Linked DNA regions of Mus musculus: regions 2 and 3 are each linked to region 1. The links are chromatin contacts, called in public HiChIP or PLAC-seq maps. All regions are on one chromosome and are shown on one strand. The core of a region is the stretch at or near the end of the contact, and the rest is flanking DNA. Distances in the headings are between cores, read along the strand shown. Region 1 holds the start of Tns4 (tensin 4). Region 2 holds the start of Krt23 (keratin 23). Region 3 holds the start of Krt20 (keratin 20).

Region 1 (3,655 bases), core at 522-3,021:
GAGATAATGAAAGGAGTCTGTAGAGACAGTTTTGTCTAACCCTCATTATGTTGATTCTAGGAGTGTGGAATCCAGGGATCAGAATTGGGCAACTGTAATTATCTCCCAAAGCAGGAGCAATGGGACGACGGTTCACTGCAGAACGAGGGGTAAAATGGCTCGGGATGAAAGCACACCAGTTCCCTGCACTGACTTTCAGAAAACAGGCATAAGAAGGTCCCTTCATGACTGTCCATGAGGCTGGCGTTACCCTAATGCCCAAGCCAAAAGTATAACAAGGATAAGACAGTTGCACACCGATAACCCTCATGAGCACAGGAGCCAACTTCTTCCCCAAAATATTATCAAATCCAAAAAAGATGAAGCAGTCTAAGGAGATCTACCCCAGGCATGCCGATGCAAGATGGGAACCCATCACGGCGTCAGACTGAGGAAGACAGTCCTACCAAACATAGACAGGTATGTCATCCTGTTGGCAATACTGGCTGCGTCCAAAAGTGGGAGTGGAGAGAAGAGATGGGCCGCTGAAACTGAAATCAGTGTTCTGGGCTAGTTAAGCTGGAGGAAGTGGCTAAGTGTGAACCAAAAATGGTTAACTGCAGAGAGAGAAAATTTTTTTAAAAAAATCAAATCTAGGGCTTCCTACACGCTGGGCAAGCAACAACGGAGCTCCAATGGCAGAGCCATTTCTCCTCCATGTAGCCCACCCTTCCACCCAAGAAACTCAGCAGTCTTCCCTCCTACTCGCCCATAAAGCTAAAGCCTACAGACCATGTCCACCTTAGCTTGCCGCAGCTAGCCAGTTTCTTCCTTCAAGGATACATTAGGTATTCGTCAAGTCTGGCATCTGCTGCATCATATGAATACCGGAGGACGCCTTTCAATGTTACCTGTACCGCTTGACCCTAGCTTCCTCCTGTGGCAGGCGCACTGTCGCATCATGGGTCTTCAGAAACAATCCAGAAAGTAGACTGCAGAGCCCAACGGAGATGCTGAGCCACCCACTCTCAAGATCAGGCTGAAAACACTTTCCTCCAACCTGCTCAGATGGGGGTCTGAGTGTCCCTCACCCTGGCTGGACATTCCCTAACAGCATCCTAAGGAACCCCTGGCAGGGAGGAAGTCGTAGACATGGAAATAGGAGAGGATGCTTAGCAGAGCTTCCTAGGAGGGTGAATCATTGAGAAGCAGGATATCAAGCCCTAGGCAGAGCCCTCCAGGGCCTTCCACTTCTTCCCTTAGGCCAGAAGCCTTGTTCCCAGGCTGGAGGTGGCCTTACAACAGGACAGAAGGAAGAAAAGACCATGAGTGAGCCTCACAGAGGCATCCAGAGCCATAGCATAGGTCTGGGGAAGGGTTTCCTACCCACTAGCGTCCTTTACCAAGACCCAAGCTCTCCCTTCTCACTGTCTCTGCCAACCTACTGTTTCCTCCTTCCTACATAAGGTGAGAGGGAGGCCAGCGGCAGCACAACTCTGTCTAGGCATCACGGTACACGGGAGGGCCAAGTTAGGAGCTTGGGGCCCCTACACACACACACACACACACACACACACACACACACTCACTTACTCATCCCTAACCGGTGCTTGCATCCCCCACCCCTAACACACACCTCTCCCAGCCTGTTCCTGCCCCACCTGAGCAGTTAGGACACCTCTGGGGCGGGGCCAGCGACTGTCAAGGCCACGTGTAGGGCCATAGGGGAGAAGCGGGGCGGGCAGAAGGCGGGCTATTTTTAAGGCGAGTAAGGTTTGCTGGCTCCTCCTCTTGCAGTTTACCTGGCCTCAGCACAGTTCAATCCTGAGAGTCTTGAGTGGAACAGCGGCCACGAGCAGGTAGGTGTTTTACTCACTGGGTGAGGTTGGGGGAACCTAGTTCTGTCTGAGCTTAAACTAGAGCTAAGTCTGCATCCCGGGTGCACAGCTAATAGAATCCAAGGCCACGAAAGAAAAAGCTGGCCTTGGGATCTTGGACATCAGATTAGAGCCTGGATAGACCCAGGTCTCCTAACTCCTAAACAGAGCACTAAGCCAGTCTAGGAGGCTGTCCTCTGCCTGCTGCCCTAAGTGAAGCCACATGGCTTCTAGGGAGGCAAGGGACAATGAGGAAGGAGTAGGCTCAAATGATGGGTATCCTGGGCTTGTGTGGTGGGGGGAGACTGGGACTCCATCCTCTGCCTTCTCTACCTGGGCTCCTATGAGGTAAACCAGGATGACCATGAGGGCTTTCCAGCTGCCCCAGGAGTTCCCTGCCCCCCAGAGTTTTGAGGAGGGAAAGTGAAAGGAACAAGAGTTAGATTCTGAAGACGAGAAGGTAGGAGGGAGCTGTAAATAGGGCAGAGATAACTGGAATCCTTCCTAAGACACACACACACATACAATCTGAGCCCAGGCACTCCTCTCTAAGACGTAGAGCAGGGCTGGGAGGCCCTGGAGTGTATAGCCACATCTCAGAGGAGCAGACAGAGTCTGAGCCTGAGCCCAGGGGTGACTTGGGAAGGTCAAATGAGAAGGTGCAGAAGGGTTTCCTGTTCTCAGCATCTCTCCCTGAAGTTCAGTATCTGCTGGGTCCAGACAGAGAATAGAGGGTGATCCTGTGGGACATTTAGAGACAAGAGTACCTCCCACGAGATTCAGGACATACACTTGTAGCCTGGGCAAGACCCTCAGCCCTGTCAGCACTCCCCCATCAGAACTGTTGGGAAAAAGAGTGAGGGTCTGTTAATTATCAAGTCACCATCAGACAGATAAAACCTCTGAGATCTGCTCAGAGAAGGACGTATCCTTATGCACAAAGGCAGCGGCTGGGCCACCTTGAGTCCTGGTCGTGGGGAATGCTCAGCTTCAAGTACACCCTGCTCGGAGTCTCCCAGCTTCCTCTTTAGGCCTGGCAGTGAATCCTGCCAGCTGTGCCTGGCTCCTTGGACTCTTGGAGACTTTGTGGGAAAAGCTGTGTCTTGGGCTCTGTGTCCTCGGCTGCCCCCAAGGAAGGCGCTCAGAGGCCAGCACCATTCCACTGCCATTTGTAGATTTGATTCACCACATGACTTCTCCACACCAGCATGAGCGCCCCCTCCTCTTGTTCCCCACCACTACCCAACCCCCCCCCCCTGCTTCCAGGACCCAGCCAAGAAGTCTGATAACAAAGCCATAGGCACCTGGGGCGGGGCAGGGGGGGTTCCAGACACGCCTGGCTTTTTGTCATTAGGCATACCATGGCCCTATCTCTGTGTCCCCTCTGCCTTTAAACTCTGTGTAGCTGAAGGAGTTAAGATTACAAACGGTCCAAGGCCTAGATTTGAATCTCAAATATGAAGCCTCTTGGGGTTTTGTGGGTTATTTGATTGCTTGGTTGGGGGATGAGGGATGGGGGAATTGAGACAGGGACTCATCTATCTCAAGGTAGCCTTGAACTTGCTATGTAGCTCCTCCTCCTGCCTGTACATCTCTAGTGCTGCAATTACAGGTGTGTGCACCACCCCCAACCCCTGGTGCTTTCTTGACTTCTGTGAGTCTCGGTATCTTCAGGGGCAAAATGGACTGAGACCAACCAGAGGCTAGGGCCTTGAGAAGGTTGACTTGCCAGGCATTGTTGACCAGTGCCTGGCACCTGGATGGGTGCTTGGTACCTGGGAAACCCCTAATGAGGAGGT
Region 2 (3,655 bases), core at 738-3,237, 400 kb before region 1:
AAGTTGAAGGTCAGCCCCAGCTACATGAGACTCTGCCTCAAGTATGGAAAGAGTAATAACGATCCTCACTAAGCACAGAAACTCCTGGACCCTGTGGTGGTTCTGGCTTCTGCAGCAGAGCAGAGATACCAAGTGGCCCATTCTGTAGGAAGACCTTGGATCTAGATGAGGTCATGCCCTGCTGGCAGGGCACCAAATTCATTCCAGAGAATTCAGAAAATGATTATTGAAGGAAACAACCTTCAAACCTATCTTTGCAAGGAAGAGACAAAGTCTTGTACTCAACTACACTGCACATGCAAATAGCCTCGAATCACTCACCTCTGCGAACCCCTGGTCCTTTATCAGCAAAGTGTATTATAACTGGGCAGTGTTTGCCTACCCCTGGTTATAGGCTCCATTCTCAGTAGCCCCCTACACACACACACACACACACACACACACACACACACACAACCCAATAGTTGTTATAAGGATTAAACAATGTCTAGGAGGCAGAGAAGGTCCATTACCATTATGGAAGAAGTACCATTATGGTCCTGTACAGGACCTCTTTGTGACTGATAGCAGTGCTATGTGGCTTCCCTAACTCAGTTCATCCTCCCCATATCCCATACAGGCCTCATTTTCCCTGATCTGTGCAGTTGGTGGCATTGAAGAGTGACACCAAAGTCTCTTCTGATAACTGACATTTTATTTTTTGTTTCGTATGTATGTGTGCCTCATGTTTGTGAGCATGGGGGTGGGAGAGGATGAGCACACCAGAAAGCAGCAAAGGTCACTGGGTGTCCTCCTCTGTCACCTTCTACCTTATTCCACTGAGACAGAGTCTCTCCTTAAACCAGGAGTTACACTGGTGGGCTCCAAGCCCCAGAGACCCTCCTGTCTCTGCACTCACACCAACAACGGAAAGGTGTAATAGCAACACCACACATAGACTCTGGGGATACACATAGACTGTGTGCATGGCTGGCCCAGCAAGGACCCTGACCCTCTGAACTATCTCCATAGACCCTGACAGCTTATTTCTACGTCATCTTTAAATGGAGTCACCAGTAACCAGCACAGAGCCCTTGCCCCAAACTACATCATTATTCACTCTCAACCTCTGCCTTGGCAGAAAGTTAAGATGCATCACACATGTCAGACCACCACGACGGGCTTCCTGTTTTCATAGCCCCTGCTGTAGATCGCATACAGGTCAATGGTCCGGGGACTCAACCAAAAAAAACAGAGACTGCCCAGGGCTACTGGTCAAATAGCAAAGCCATCTTTTCCTCCCTGGAGCCCAGGGACATCCCAGGCACAGGCTGGCTTGTTTGGTTTTGAGGTGTGCTGGGATCAAAGGCATCCTGGAAGCGGAAGGCCAGTCATTCATTAATTAATTACGACTGTAATTGAGGGTTTGTTCTGAAGAGTGATTCCTTTGAAATTACTTTCCATCAAACGGCAGCAGACACAAAGGAATCAGATATTCAGAGCCCTCTCTGTTTCCTTCCGCACGGGAGCAGATTTCCTCCAGGACTTGAGATTCTGGTTTGTTCTGGTTCTAACCTTGTAAGTCTTTCTTATCCTGGTGTAAGAGGGTTTATCTGGAGCACTGTGTGTGTGAGAGAGATTAATGGTTGGTTTTTTTTAAAAGAAAAGCTATACCACACCAGTCTTACTGTGGACTTTAATCTGACCTTTTTTGGGCGAATGTACATTGGAAATTTTCCACTGCGAGATTAGAAAGACATCTGAGATCTGCTACCCACCTGGTGGCCTGGGCCACGCCTCCGGGTTACCACTGGGAGGGAGGTGGTAACTGGCATATTCACGTGGTTCTAAACAACAACAGCAGAGTGTGTTGGCCCAGGGGCACCTCCGGATTGACCAAGAGGAAACACACATTGCACAATGATAGGATCTTGTCGGTACAGTTGTCAGAGAAGGAAACTCCCACAGCAAAGGGCATAAAACCATCTCAAGCAGTCTGAGGCAGTTCAGTCCTGTGAGCGTCAGAGAGCTGAGATAGCCCTGCTCCATACACAGATGGGACCATGAACTCCAGCCACAGCTTTAACCAGACCTACTCGGCCTCTGTCCACAGCCTCGGAAGCACCCGGGGGCGGCAGGGGAGCTGCCATCGGGCACCGAGTGTCCATGGAGGCGCAGGGGGTGTCCGCATCTCCCTTTCCTTCACCACGCCAGGCTGCCTGCCTCCTGGAGGATCATGGGGGTCTGGAAGAAGCAGTCCCCTGCTAGGTGGCAATGGCAAGGCCACCATGCAGAATCTCAACGATCGCCTGGCCACATATCTGGAGAAGGTGCGGGCTCTAGAGGAGGCTAACTCGAAGCTGGAAACCCGTATACTAAGGTGGCATCAGGAGAGAGAACCCAGCCACAGAAAGGATTATTCCCAGTATGAGGAAAACATCAGCCGCCTGCAGGAGCAGGTAAGACACTGAGAGAGACCCTGTAGCTATGGTACTGCCATACCCAGAGAGGATAGAGGGAGGGGGAACCAGACTGTGTGCATGGCAGTTCCCAGGGCAAACAGCAAAAAGAACTCAGCTCAAGTACTGCTCACCCAAATCTTACTGCTATAGCTTAAGTATGGATGGATTCGGGGAAATCTGTTTATAAAAATAATTTCCTCTCTGCAAATGATGTAGAAACCAGACAGCAAACATTTCAGATTTACTATACACTATCTTTTAAACAGCAAAACTGCCTGGTTTTCTACACACTTTAAAACATGGGGGGGTGGGGCGGGGGGTGAACCAAATATGTGAGCCTTAGGAGTGTCAGACAGCCTGTCACCGTGCAAGTATCACGTAAGATCCAACGACATCACAGAAATGATAAGGCTGCTATGCAGGGTGCACCCTCGGTACACAAGGCCCAGGAGAGAATTTGCTTCCAAATCAGATCAGTTCTGCTCCACCTCAGAGGCCTGACGACAGTGTGACTCTCTATCAACAAAAGGCTGAGTTACGCTACTGTGTAGGTCATGCGGAAAAAGCTGTCTCTCCAGCAGCAGATAGATCGTGGACATCCCTGGATATTTTTCTAGGAACTGCTAAAAGATAAAGTGGGTCACACTTCTGATAAAGGCATATTGCTGGGGGTGGGGGGGTGAGAATAGTAAAATTGGGCATTTAAAAACTGGAGAGATGGGCTTCCCAAAGAATACCATGCTTCCCAGTCAAACACCTAAGATGCTCAGCTTCTACTTTCTGGGATGCCTGGATACAAGCAGAGGGGTGACAGTCATCTCACAGTTGTGTTCTTAAAGCTATAACCCTTCCCTTTGTATGAAGGAGCATGATTTAACCCCCGCACCCCCGGAAAGGCCATTGCAGGCTTCCAATATTAATACCATATTATTTCACAATGCTCAGCCATCTTTGCTTGAATGTAGGAAGGACCAATCAAGATAACATAAATCTGTCCTTGTAATGACCCCTAATTATTGAATAATCGGCCTAATAACCAAGTGCGTAATTGCCTTAACTACAGAGTGCGCGGTCGTCTCTGTGAAGAAAACAAGGTGACTCAACATCCTCACGCTGTTTTTTCGTTTCATGAAGTTGCTTTGGTTTTAGAATGGAGGGGAAAGATGATGTCTACAGATGGAAAGCTGGGAGCATGACTCCCAAAAGAAATACCA
Region 3 (3,655 bases), core at 677-3,176, 350 kb before region 1:
AATAGCAATGCTGTCCACAGACACCATACAGGGTCTAATGTGGGGTTAGCCTGTCAGTTTCTACTTCTGTATAGCTTTTCCTTTATCACTTATAACTGAGATGAAATATAACACAACTTATCACTTAAAGGCATGTTATTTATAAGACAAAAACAATAGGCTCTTACTTTCTTTTAGAAGAGAGTTATTTGGAAAAGAAACATAAGCGGATTGTGAATTTGTGAGTGAGTGTGTGCGCGTGCGTGCGTGCACACATTTTCAGTCAGAAGTCTGAATGAAAGGAGATGTATGCAGAAGTTCTTTGCTCCACCCTTAGGGAGAGCTTAGCATCAGTCCCCGCTGGTGAGATGGGGCCCACACGTGTGCCTGGAGGAAGCAACAAAGTCTCCTGCATAGAAACAGATTCCACCTCTAGAAGGAATGTTTCTACTCAAACAAATCAATAGACCGAGTGGCCGGGGCACAGAGTAATTGCCCTCTTATATCAGCAGCTTCTGGGAAGTTAGATGTGAGTCCTGTAGCCACCTGCAACCTTCTTTCCACTCTCGGGGAGCCACTTTGCTGTGAGCGTAGGAATCTACACAGTGAAACTGGGATCCATCAGGGGTCCTAAGAGGCAGCTCCTACAGCCAGCGTTAGGAAGATAGAAGCAAAAAGAATCCCCTGGTGGTGTCTAGCTGGCCTCAGACAGAGGAAGCAGTATGCAATATATGCAATATGCCAGTTATTAAAAGCAGGAGTTTCGCAGTAATTTAATGTTGCTGTTTCTTTTTTAAGAAGCACTAGATTTAAAAATATTTGCAAGATTCTTATAACAAGTTTGTTTTTGTTTTTGTTTTTTTTTTTAAATAAGGTCCCCTTGCTAACCTAGATGTTCCTGGCAGTTGCAGGCTGCTGGGAGCCAGGCAGAGGATCTATGACCTCTGACAGGCTGCTCACACACCCAGTCCAAGGCCGCACACCCACAAGCATACAGGCAGCACTAATTAGATCCAGTTGGTTATTTTTAAAAAGAAAAAGATAAAAAGAGGTATGAAGTTTGGGTGGGGTTGTGTTAGGCGCTTCGGAGGCAGCTGGAGAGGCGAGTGGGAGAGGAGTTTATCAAGATACGCTACATGTGCATGGATGAAATTATCCAAAAATGCTATTTAAAATATCTTTTTTTAAAAAACTCCAAAATCAACTGACCCACCGCCCACCGATAATCATTTACATATTCACCTACTGACCGTATTCAATTCTTAAACGGGGGTGGGGGGAGCTGCACTTTGAGACAGTGTCTTGTTACACAACACTGGGCTAGACTGGAACACCTTACTTCAACCAGGCTGGCCTCAAACTAGTCCTGATCCCCCCCACCTCTGACTCCCGGGTGCTAGAATCTCAGGTGCACACCCACACACCCAGCTTCACTCAAGACATTTCAATAGACTGTAAATATAAATTCTAAACAAGGATAAACTTAAAAGTAAAAAAAAAATTTAAAGAAGCATAAAACATTTTTTAAAAGAAAATCATTTGAACAAGCCATTGTCTTTTCTCACCAGTGTGACTTATATTATGTTCCCACAGCTGTCTTGTTCGATGCCTGAATTATTCATATAGATTGTAAATATTCTTTATTTGTATACAGGATGAAAAAAAAAAAACCTGCCAGGGCAGGTGCAAGACCTGAAAGGACACCCCTTCCTCGTCCTTTTTGTTATCTCTGTTTATTAAAAAGAAACCTCCACTCCCACCACCCCCACAGGAAAGCCTTTAAAAAGTGCCTCTGGTAGAAATTTCTGGAATGGAATGAAACGTATTGCCGTACAAAAGAGGGGGAAGGGGAGACAGGAAGGTGGACTGTGTCATTCCTGAGGTGACACGGCAGCAGAGGAGGAGTCTCTTGAACTCTATAAAAGGTCATCTCCACAGCAGCCCGAGACAGACAGGCTGTGCTCCAAGTCCAGGCTACAGGCGTTGCCTCCCTACATCCCAGATGGATTTCAGTCGTCAAAGTTTTCACCGAAGTCTGAGTTCCTCCTCACAAGGCCCAGCACTCAGCATGAGTGGCTCGCTGTATAGGAAGGGGACTGTGCAGCGTCTGGGGGCTGCACCCAGCGTCTATGGTGGGGCTGGAGGCCATGGCACTCGCATCTCTGTCTCCAAAGCCGTAATGAGCTACGGGGGTGATCTCTCCAACGGATCGGACCTGTTTGGGGGCAATGGGAAACTGGCAATGCAGAACCTGAACGACAGATTGGCAAACTACCTAGAAAAAGTGCGCTCCCTGGAGCAATCCAATTCCAGACTTGAAGCCCAGATCAAGCAGTGGTACGAAACCAACGCGCCGAGCACCATCCGAGACTATAGCTCCTACTACGCACAGATTAAAGAGCTGCAAAATCAGGTGAGCCATGAAGCCTGTAATTTCTACCTCACTGTTTAGTTGCCTAATGGATTGAGAGATGTATGCTAGGTGAATTCGAACACATGAAGCAGATTAGGTTGAAATGTATAATTGAAAAAAAAATGTATTTTATCATGTGGTATCTGTAAACAGGATGAGTCTAACTCACATTTTTTCTAAAACTTCAACTAATTATATATAAAATATGATCATTTTATCATCCAAAATTGCAGTTCAAATCTTTGTTATGGCTTACAATATAAGGTCTTCATTGTGGATAATCTTATTTTTCAAAGACCTCCAATGGTTTCTATATGTGAGTTTGCCAGTAGTCTTTACTAACTTTGAAGACTCAAGTTGATTTAAAGAGATTTTTCATCTTTCATTATATGAATGTTATAACAAATATATTAACCTACTATGGGTATAAATAACAAAAGGGTTCAGGGTGGATACAGATTACAGATATTAATGATATGTATACTGATTGATAAATAGTTGTGTGATAGGGGATGGATGGATGGATGGATGGATGGATGGATGGATGGATGAACTGCTCTTTGATACAAGATCTGTGTATCCCAGGCTAGTCTGGACCTCACCATCCTCCTGCCTCCACTGCCTCAGCACTGGGGTTAAAGAACTGTGCCACCATACACGGTTCTGATACCTGGATTTTTTAGTGTCTTATTTAATTATCTCCTCACTATCACCAAGCATTTTATAATGCACCTCTGTGATAATAAAATGTTCTATTGCCCCCAATTTAAGTTTATTACAGTCATATCACAATCTGTTCCTGTGTCATCCATGGTAGGTGGGGTTCCCCTTTCTATAAAGCCAATGGAATAAAAGTGGGAGACTTCGCTCCTGACTGAGGACCTCAAGCATCGGCACACACCATTTGCCCAGCCCCGGGGTTCTTATCTCATCAGGAAAAGCCTCCCCTTGGGTTTTGTTTAAATCTCGAAATGATTGCAAAGGCCTTTAGAGCAAAGACCTTTGTCTTAACCACAGGCCTCTTGTCTTGAGTTCTGTTTGAATTACAGGCATCAATGCAGCTTAATTCAGACTTCATAGCCCATGAAGCTGTGTGGTGCTTACATTGCCCTTCTCATCAACAGGACGGTCCTTCAGGCTTCTCGATACAACACAAAATTCAAATTAAGCACTTCTCTCATGGTTGACGCTTTTGAATTGACTTGGGGATTACCCATAGTACTTAGGCACAGCCATTAGTGACCAGTGGTTAGGGACCTCTCT

Evidence for each region. HiChIP or PLAC-seq counts read pairs in DNA pulled down with a chosen protein or histone mark.
Region 2: a contact with region 1 is called in a FOXA1 HiChIP or PLAC-seq map of pancreatic cancer cells. The contact joins the promoter of Krt23 here to the promoter of Tns4 in region 1. A contact is called at or near these places in 2 of 115 datasets of contacts at active chromatin or transcription factors (extraembryonic endoderm stem cells and pancreatic cancer cells).
Region 3: a FOXA1 HiChIP or PLAC-seq map of pancreatic cancer cells shows a contact between it and region 1. The contact joins the promoter of Krt20 here to the promoter of Tns4 in region 1. A contact is called at or near these places in 1 of 484 Hi-C or Micro-C datasets (neural progenitor cells) and 1 of 115 datasets of contacts at active chromatin or transcription factors (pancreatic cancer cells).

The regions. Positions count from the first base shown.
Region 1 is chr11:99,087,422-99,091,076 of GRCm38.p6, reverse strand. It overlaps Tns4 (tensin 4), which reads left to right and starts at 1,771. Exons shown (of 13, transcript NM_172564.3): 1 at 1,771-1,838.
Region 2 is chr11:99,491,452-99,495,106 of GRCm38.p6, reverse strand. Krt23 (keratin 23) reads left to right here and starts at 1,987. Exons shown (of 8, transcript NM_033373.2): 1 at 1,987-2,438. The coding sequence starts at 2,043.
Region 3 is chr11:99,436,424-99,440,078 of GRCm38.p6, reverse strand. Krt20 (keratin 20) reads left to right here and starts at 1,926. Exons shown (of 8, transcript NM_023256.2): 1 at 1,926-2,392. The coding sequence starts at 1,982.